2 separate regions of the Hordeum vulgare genome follow, and region 1 is linked to region 2. The links are chromatin contacts, called in public Hi-C maps. All regions are on one chromosome and are shown on one strand. The core of a region is the stretch at or near the end of the contact, and the rest is flanking DNA. Distances in the headings are between cores, read along the strand shown. Region 1 holds the start of LOC123435395 (C-terminal binding protein AN-like). Region 2 holds the start of LOC123410777.

Evidence for each region. A called contact is a pair of places that touch in the nucleus more often than the background predicts.
Region 1: a Hi-C map of leaf shows a contact between it and region 2, with 3 times the contacts expected there. The contact joins the promoter of LOC123435395 here to the promoter of LOC123410777 in region 2. A contact is called at or near these places in 3 of 6 Hi-C or Micro-C datasets (leaf and seedling).

The regions. Positions count from the first base shown.
Region 1 is chr1H:346,947,249-346,952,359 of MorexV3_pseudomolecules_assembly, reverse strand. LOC123435395 (C-terminal binding protein AN-like) reads right to left here and starts at 3,582. Exons shown (of 7, transcript XM_045115568.1): 1 at 2,746-3,582; 2 at 1,731-1,899; 3 at 1,476-1,606. The coding sequence starts at 3,354.
Region 2 is chr1H:346,263,551-346,268,343 of MorexV3_pseudomolecules_assembly, reverse strand. LOC123410777 reads right to left here and starts at 3,417. Exons shown (of 1, transcript XM_045103719.1): 1 at 1-3,417. The coding sequence starts at 3,373. The coding sequence ends at 2,369.

The sequences.
Region 1 (5,111 bases), core at 2,333-4,832, 680 kb before region 2:
GCCGTGAGGATCAGCTCTTCTTCCGATCGCCCGCTGCCCTGTCCCCGTCGCCGCGTGCGCTCCTCGAAGGCCTTGAACCGCCCCAACGCCTCCTCAAACGGCATGGTGTCGACGTCGCAGAACTGCTCCATGCCCGCCACCACCGCGTACAGGCGATCCGACACAGTGTCCAACAGCTTCTTCACCATCGACGCGTCGTCGAGGATCGCCCCGAGCCCAGCATACCTCGCTGCCATGCCATAGACCCTCCCAGCGTACACATCCAAGTCGTCGCCGTCATCCATGCGCAGCCGATCAAACTCACCGCGCAGCGTCGCCAGCCGCGCGGCCTTCACCTGATCGGCGCCGACGAAACGAACTTTGAGGGAGTCCCATACCTCCCTCGCCGTAGGTTTCGGCGCCACCAGCATCAGGACATCCTCCGACAACGCCCCAAGCAGCATCGCCCGCGCCGTCTTGCTCTTGCCGGCGCCCACTGCCGCACCATCCGCCGCTCCACCACGCCCCACAGCCCCTAGGCATCAAGGATCGCCTCCACCTTGATCGCCCAGGAGGTGTAGTTCGTCGGTGTCAGCGGCGGGATCTGCATCGACATCGATCCGCCGTCGTCGCCGCCTCCACTAACCTCGCTCTGATACCAAATGTTAGCACAAAAATGGAACTGCCTCCGGCCGGTGATCGCCGGAGACAAGGTGGAACGGGAGGAGGAGGGACACAGAGAGATTTCAAGCGCACAAACACCTCGCCGCAGCAACGGCCTTTTCTGTTTTTCTCCGAGCACTGACTCGATCACCTCGCCTTTACAAGCTGCAGACGGAGCTGCTTATGTAGCCGCGCGCCCTGACACGCCGCTACGCGCACTCGGCGCTCCCACGCCCGCACTCCCCCACGTCCCGTGCTCCACGATCGCGCGCTCGGTGCGCGCCCACGCACCCGCATGACCTGGTATAGCGCCCGATGCGGTCTCTGATCCGCAGCTCGCGCTAGCCGACTCCAGCGCGCGCACACACACACGCTGGCTCACACACACGCACCCTCGGGCCTACACGCACGCATGCACACCTACGCCCGAGGCTCTCCGCGGCTCACGCCGTGACGCACCCAGTGTGCACCGGACACGCCCAGACCGACCCAGACGCGGTTTATTTCCAACAGAAAGTTTCCTACATATACATCACTTGCACTATCTTCCCTATCCTCAGTGACGTATGTAGTTATGTTAACAAAGAGTGTCTTCTGCAATTGGTGAACTGGAAACTGTAATACAGTGTCACGACGACATATACTAGCAGAACTCAATGTTCCCATGGGAAAAAAACTGAATCTCAAAGAAGGCTTACTGGAAAGTAACTGAATCTCAAAGAAGGCACACTAAAAAGAAGGAACAGATTATTCTATAGGAAGATATTTGGCTGTTTTTCATTTCAAAAGCCCTTAGGAAAAAATTCAATTGTAGCCAGATCTAAGTTTGATACCCATGCTTCCATCCATTGTGGACCTTCAGCACCATCCAATGCACATCCAGCAATAGTGCCGTCGAGCAATAGTTGTTTGAGTGCACAGTCATCTATCAGCTGGCAGCTACTGGTATTGACTATGAAAGCTCCTGCAGGGCTCAAAAGATAGTCAATCAGAGCGTGCTATACTATTAACTAAGAAAACCAGTAAGCCTGTCAAGGCCAAATATAAGGGGGAAACAGAAATATGAAAATAGGAATCAACTATCTTACCAGGTTTTATGTGCTGCAGACGCTCGGCACTAATTATGTTTGTTGTATCATTTGTTAACGCACAGTGAAGTGAAACAAGGTCACTTGCTGCCAATAAATCATTGAGAGTATCCATTCTTCTGGCAGAAGAAGGAAATACAATGGAAGGCCGCTTTGTTTTGCCCGCGCCCTTCACAAAATGTTAACAGTTGGAAATCAGTGTGGTGCTTTAACTCTGGTACATATTTGCATGGGGTACAATTTATTATATGATTAAGAAAAAATAACAACAGCTGAAAAATTCCTTGTGTAGATAGTAATTCCGCCATAAAACATAAATTTATTTTCATGTGGTGATGCTAACATAAACTACTCTTCAGCCGGCTTGTTGTGAAAAACGATAAATTGAGTTTTTAGCTCTCAAGACAAGAAGATCAGATCACTCCTAAAAGGGCATACGGAATATCACGAAAATTCAGACTGTCTGTGTCTGATCATCTTTACTGATTCTTATATTGAGGAATTACTAAAAGTTCAACAAATACAGAAATGCAATGATTTAACTTTAGCATACAAAAATAGGACGATTATCTTACAAGATACACTCATAGGTCATAACGAGCAGGATGGTATAAGATACTAAATGCCAAAAATTTGATTACACATATACTCCCTCCGTTCCTAAATATAAGTATTTTTAGATATTTTACTAGGAGACTACATACGGAGCAAAATGAGTGAATGTTCACTTTAAAGTATGTCTATATACATCTGTATGTAGTCTTTTAGTGAAACCTCTAGAAAGACTTATATTTAGGAACGGAGGGAGTATTATGAAACAAATGCTGGAATTAGGGAACAATTAGTTACTATGAAGTCTTCAAAACCACCCAAACTAGCAACGAACAAAAACCATAGAACAATGCTAGAGCTACGAAATTACCAGCAGAAAAGTAAGCTAACAAAACAATTTAATTGTAAAAACCTAGCACGGCAGATCAGAGGTTTATAAGCCTAGAAATAGCGGATCCGGCACCTCGTAGAGCGGATCGAAGTAGAGCACGCTCATGCGGAAGGCGAGGCTGCGGGTGGCGAGGCATCGCGCGGCGGCGTTGACGCCGACGATGCCTAGCACGAGCCCACGGCAGCGCCGCATGCCGCGGCACAGCGGCTGGACGGAGCCGAGCCACCCGGCGGACGGCGTGGAGGAGGACGCGTGTCCGGACAGCAGGTGGGTGCGGCGGAGGAGGCCGAGGAAGAGCGCCATGACGGTGTCCGCGATCTCCTCGGCGCGGTTCGCGTCGACGTGGACGAGGCGGAGGCCGAGCTCCGCGGCCGCTGCGGAGTCGGCGGCGCGGTCGGGGGATCCGAGGCAGAGCAGCAGCTGCCACGGCCGGAGCCTGCGCTGCGCGGCGCGCGGGAGGAAGGCGAGCGAGGTGAGGAGCACGGCCGCGGCCGCCTCGACGTGGCCCGAGGCGAGAGCGGAGAGCGGCGCGTGCTCCACGGCCGCCGCGCCGGCCAGCGCGTCCCGCTCGACCGACGGGTCCTCGAGGCAGTTGAGCGTCACCACCAGCGGCTGCCCGCCGCCGCCGGCGGTGGCGGCGACGGCGGTCGCCGGCACGGAATGGGCCGGGCCGCGCAACATGTTTGGGCCGACTACGCTGCAGAGCCGCTCGCTTGTAGGATCAGAACGTGGAGCAGAGGACACTCCACTACAGTCTACAGCAGCGTGGCGCGGTCTCTGGGCGTTTTGGACTTTTTGGTGCCCCGAGTCGCGAACTCGCGATCTGCAAGGCTACGCACGAGTATGGAGTTTGCTCGTCAACGGTCTGTGCACTGCACGGGGATCGCTGCTATGAAAAAACTCAATACGCAAGTGACAGCATTGGCCACTCGGGCTGGATAATATGCTTCCACCCAAAAGAAAAGCAGATAATAATATTCGAGAGTCAACAAAATGCCCGGGACTTCTTTGCTTCAAAAGATTTTCATAGTTTTAGCCTAAAAAGAGGATTTCCTTCAGATTCTTGTATATTTGTTGTTCAATTTGTAGGACTAAGGGCATCTCCAACATCGATACGCATAAATCCAACCAAACTTTCTGAACGAACCTTGCGGACTCGTGCGCTTGTTCGAATTCTCACAAACCGTGAGACTTTTACCTACGGGTCGTGAAGCCACGAGCTCGGAATTCACACACATATCAAACCCAAAGATTCCTAAAGCCGTAGCCAGAAGTTGAACTGCACATATTCCAATGCAAGCGTAGATTTCATTTTCAAGACGCGAGAATTTAAACTCCAGATGCGCTCAAGAGCTATTGACAATACAAATACACTGGTCAGACCCGTCGATTGAGAAACCTGGTGGTGGGTCGCCCTCGGGGCCCAGGGGCCTGGCGACAACATGGCTCCAGGGGGCAATCTTGGGGGCCGACTCGGAGTAAGAACTTCATTTTAGCGTGCAAGCCAAAGATTCCTCATGAATGAGGTTGGCTAGTGGGTGTATTAAAGAAGGTTCCTTAGTATCTGAACTTATGCACACACGACGGCAGCCCTAAGACCTACAAGCCTTGCAAGAGGACTACTATGTTCAAGGCACCGGCAAGCTCCAAGCTGCTTGCCGGCAAGTGAAGGCATCAGCAAGCTCCAAGCTGCTTGCCGGCGACTGAAGACCCAACAAGCTCTGTGTCGGCAAGCACCCACTACCAAGTCACCGCTCCACCTCATCAAGCTGGTTGTCACTTGTAGATAAGGTATCGAGCGGGCATGCGGTTAGTAGAGCTTGTGGGGGTACGTGACAACTCCGGGGGATTAATCTAGCTTTACTGACATCCATACTAATGGCGTGGCGGAAGAATAAGAGGTAGTTGGGTGAGTGGCACAGGAGGAGAGGCTATCCTTGCCGGGAGACGCAGCCAGCGCGACACCTCACGGTGCACTTAATGTCTTGATGGTCTGTGATTGATGAAGGAAAGTCTGTGATTGATGAAGGCAACAGGCCTCTTGATGGTCAGTTTAAAGAGCCAGACGCATATTCTTCATGGGACGATACTGAGACTCGTCCACCCAGCCCTGTTCCTCCTCGCGTGCTAAACACCAGAGAGCTTCTCCCCAGTCTTCATCAGAAGGTGGATCACAACCACAAATGGGTCAAACGCCAGTTTGGTGTCATTGTGAAAACCCTCACTGAGACACAAAACTCTGTGAAACTTAATCATCACTATCTGCATGAGGTTTTCGATCGCACCTGGGCTACTCTTGCACATCTGAAGACCCAGACTGAGCTTGAAGAAATGAACTTTGAGCAAGACTTTGAGTGGTCGTGGCCTCCCAAGAAGAAGTTCAGGCCCATTCCAGTGCCAGATCTTGAAGACAACTCCTTCTCGTCATTCCGCACCGC
Region 2 (4,793 bases), core at 2,168-4,667:
CTGTGTTCCTCCCTGGCATGGGTCGTATACATTAACTAGTGTCCAGGAATGAGATGATTGTGTGGATAAGAATTTAACTCCTAGGGCAAAATATTCTGTGAGGGTTACCGTACAAGTGAAAACCGAGCTATTACATATGGTTATAATGCCGCCAGAGGCCCCAACAGATGGTATGTAAGCAAACTTATCAAAACCTCACGGGCATATTGTTAGGTTCCACTCGAGAATCACTCCACTACAGAGAAATCGAGCTCAAATACAAGGATTTGGGAAGGAAGTACAGGAGGTAGGAGAAGATAGGGGAAGGAGAGAGAGTCGTCGTTGCCTTTGCCTGATCCAAGCCCGGATGGCTTTTCACAGCGCTTGGTCTGCATACTTGTAGTATGTCCTTCGATTGGCACGCACCCAGGCTCGGCCCATGAGCTGATGGGCTTGCTGCGTGGACTGCCGCTACCGGAAATTGGGTTGCTGACATCCCCTACCCCTTGAGATTCAGCTTGACCCCAAGCCGATGCCATCGAGGACCGATTGGTCTCGACAGCGACCAGTTTCTTCCAGTGAGTGAGGAATCCACATGGACAAACTGCTGCCGCCTGGGTCCATGGCTGTTCAAGGTGACATGCCCACACGATTGCTTCCTTTGAGTCAAACTGGGCATTACAAGGTGATGATCCTGCAACAATCACGAGCCTACTAACGGCGTAATGCAAAGCATGATGACTCCATGGGGGCTTCGGCAGAAAACATGGTAAAAGCTCATCCGATCCTTCAAGGACGAGGTGCATACATTCTGTAGACCACACAACAGATGGAGCAGCTCCTGCGAATGTAATAAAGGCCAGAAGGGATGGATCATCCAAGTAGATGGTGCAAGCAGCAGTAGAAGAATCATAACCACAGGGAACTTGTTGAATAAAGCCAGAGCAAATCAAACTTGTATACCCAAGTAGTTGTAGCTTTTTTAAGGCTGGAGCTGATGAAAGGAGCCCATTGGGGTTGCAGAATTCACTAGAGTGACCGTCATGCAAAGTGAAAATAAACTGTGGAATAACTACAGTATGTGACATGTGTTCGCTCACCAGCTGAAAGAGCTTATTGTCATATTGCTGACCATCTTCCTCGTATAATAATAAGCCGGGCCGTAGTGATTCAGTAGGGCAAACAGTAAACTGTGGTTTCAGGGTTGTAGCAGTTGTACTTGAGTAGGAGAACCCAGTGTGATTGATAGCAGGAGAAGTGAGTAGCAGAGAAGCAAAATAGGTAGCAGGATCAGTGAATTCCAAGTTGTTCGTTCCAGGAGCATTGCACAATCCATCACACGTGAACCTCATGTGGCCAATCTGTAGATAGAGCTGACTACTGGAGATTTGCTTGAACACCACATGAGTTGTGCAATAATGACCTAAAACTGATGCCAAGTGTAGCTTCGGTTGAATGATTTCCTGAGTAAACTCGAACATTGGCCATGGTCTTGGTCGGGGGTTGGCTACATCATAACTTTGAAGCTCAACTGAAACAGAGAGCCGACGGCCAAACGAAGTTTGTTGAACTTGAGCATGCAATTCATAAGATGGTTGCATAGATGATACAAAGAACAACCGTTCTGCCACCGTGAAGTCCACATTATCCATTAATTGTGTTTCCTTCAGACTTGGAATAGAGATAAGTCTTGACACCATAAGGATCCTGCAAATAACTTTCTCCGAAGGACATGTTTTCTGTTGCTCATTTTGCGGACACCACAAGGTTTTTCTCCTGAGGTATAAATAACCCGAACCAAGATCATGAGATTCAAATACCACTGAACCAAGATTGTTAACAGTAGAATAGGAGTTCTCATAGCGCTCACTTTTTTGCTATTCTGAAATTCCATTAAACTGAGAGCCACAACAGGATTCTCTCGTGTGATTTGTATCAGGAGAACCAGGAGTACTAGTCTGAAATTCTACTTGCAGTAGCTTTGACCATAACTGTGCTGCTTGGCAACTCCTCAGGTGCGCGCCTTCATTAAAGCAATCAAATGACGGCCATGGGCATTGTCTAGACATACAAGAAATCAGATAACCTGTATGTGTAGCAAATGTTCCATGCCAAGAGATTCCGTCCATCCCTGGCATACTCACACATGCAAAGACATCCACTGCCCAGAGCTGAATCACGTTATGCAAATGACTCTCAATGCCATGTACATCTGCAATATGTGTTGCAATATCTAGGGAATAATGATTTTGCTTGAACTGCGTTAATTGAAGATCTTTTTGGCTTGACAGTTTTGCACTCAAAGTACCCGGGTTCTTCATGTTATGAGATAGATGCACAACCCCAGTAGCATGCTGACTAGGAGTTAACCATGCTCGCAATTCGTTCATCATACGGAGTTGAGTTGGTGATCCGGTGGCCACCACACATATCCAAAGTCATCATAGACGCAGCCTCTAGCCGTGTCGTGGAACAAGGGAGCGTTGTTCACAACAATCTGTACCGGGACAAGGGGCGGCCATTGTTGTCGATGCTCATACTGCAAACAACGCCAAAGTTTCCCAGTAGGACATGACACGAACCAGGAGCTTCCCGTTGCAGCTTCTAAATATGTTGACTCTGAATGATACGCAAACGAGGACCGCAATGTTGGGTGTAGCAGCTGACCTTGTTGCTCGATTCCCATATCACGTTTCATGGGCATCTGCGGTGAATGGATGATGTCGATGGATAGCGCTGCCTGCAACGATATGAACTGTGTGACCTTTGTGTAGTTCATGATGACCGCGTGCTCGGGGTGGACGATGGTGGTGGCGTCTTGGGCCTCGTCGACGTTGATGAGGGAGTCGACCTGGGTCGAGCCAGTCGTCGAACAGGTCTTGGGCGTCGGGTCGATGGAGTCCAGGGATGCATCATGGTGGGCCGTCATGACCTCCTGTGCCTTCGTGGTGGAGGAGAAGGCGTCGGGGATGACCGCGGGGACTCTTGCATCGTTGGTGAGGCCGCCATAGGCTGCCGTGCCCATGGGACGCACCGGCTGTGGAGTCGAGATGCCAGCAAGGACTTGGTTCGAGCCATATGTCGAACAGATGACAGGCGCCCTTGTGATGCACGCAGGGGACGCATCGGGGATGAGCTCGAGGACCTCCTGGGCTTTGCTGGTGTAAGAGGGGGCGGAGAAGACGTCGGGGACAACCACGGGGACAAGGGTGTCGTGGGTGAGGCCGCCATCGGAGGCCACGACCGCGGAGCGCGCCGGCTGCGGGGTCGAAGCTCCCGTGATGTGCCTGGAGAGCAGTGCGTCGTACTGCGCGAACAGTCTGTCCGTGGCGTCGTAGCGCGCCTGAGCCTTCGCCTGAAACTCGTCCAGGTAAGCTTTCAGCTCAGGATGCATGGTGGTGAAGGAATGGCGCGAGGGGAAAAAAACTGGATGGAATTTTTTTTGACGAATTTGGAAGGATGGTGAGAAGGCTCTGATACCACGATGTTAGGTTCCACTCGAGAATCACTCCACTACAGAGAAATCGAGCTCAAATACAAGGATTTGGGGAGGAAGCACAGGAGGTAGGAGAAGATAGGGAAAGGAGAGAGAGTCGCCGTTGCCTTTGCCTGATCCAAGCCCGGATGGCTGTTCACAGCGCTTGGTCTGCATACTTGTAGTCTGTCCTTCGATTGGCACACACCCAGGCCCGGCCCATGAGCTGATAGGCTTGCTGCGTGGACTGCCGCTACCGGAAATTGGGTCGCTGACACATATGGACTTCAGTATTGTAAGATTAAAAATACAGATAATCGAGCAACCACTCGAGGGCATTGGAAAGAGCTAGATGTTTCTTATCGGGATTCAAACCACAGACATTTCAGCATAGGATGTTCCAACTTTGCGACATAGTCATAATAGAAAGAAAGAAGTGTGCAAGTTTTAACGCAAAATGAAGGATGCACTGTCACTCAAAGGCGTTGAGGTCGTATTAAATCTAGGAGGTGGAGGGGCCTGCATCCTTCGGTGCCATCATTGCCTCCATGGATAGCTCCTCAGTCGGGACTACACACAGTTGAGTGTCGATTGCCTGCATGACTGGTATGGGCGTTTGCGGGGTGTAGTTGCCGCTTCAGAATTGTTTGATGAGGAGCCTGGAGCAACTAGAATCACACACTACTAGGGAAAAGCCTACCAGTAGCGCTTGATAATCCTATAGTAGTAGCGTTGGACCGAACGCTACTGCTATCGTGCTACAGCTAATAACTAGTAGTAGCGCTGTTATGGGCAGCGCTACTAGTAAGTATAGTTAGCGGTAGCGCTTCCCTGTCCAGCGCTACTGCTAACTATAGTACTAGCGCATGCTCACAGAAAGCGCTGCTACTAAGGCACGCTACTGGTAAGTATTAACCAGCGCTACTGCTAACTTTTACAGTTTTCGCAGATTTGCACCCTCTATGTATTTGTGATTTATTTATACAGATTCTATACAATAGTTTCATCACATCATATTAAACATATATCCTTCTCACATATCATAGACATACAATAGTCTTGTCATAATACCATGCATCATCATCATCATTATCATTCAACAGAAAATATCATCACATAGTCTCGAAAATAGCGATACATAAGTGCGATCATGTCATGTCTCGAGTAAGCGCAACTACATGGTCATGGCACACCCACAAGTTTCATCATCTCTATCTACAACATGATGTAGAACAGAAGAGCGATCAGCATGAATACGAGCGCGACTATGTAGTACCGACGGTGCCGCCCCTGCTCATGCTGGAGGGTCGACCACCTCAAGTAACTAATTTCCGCTTTG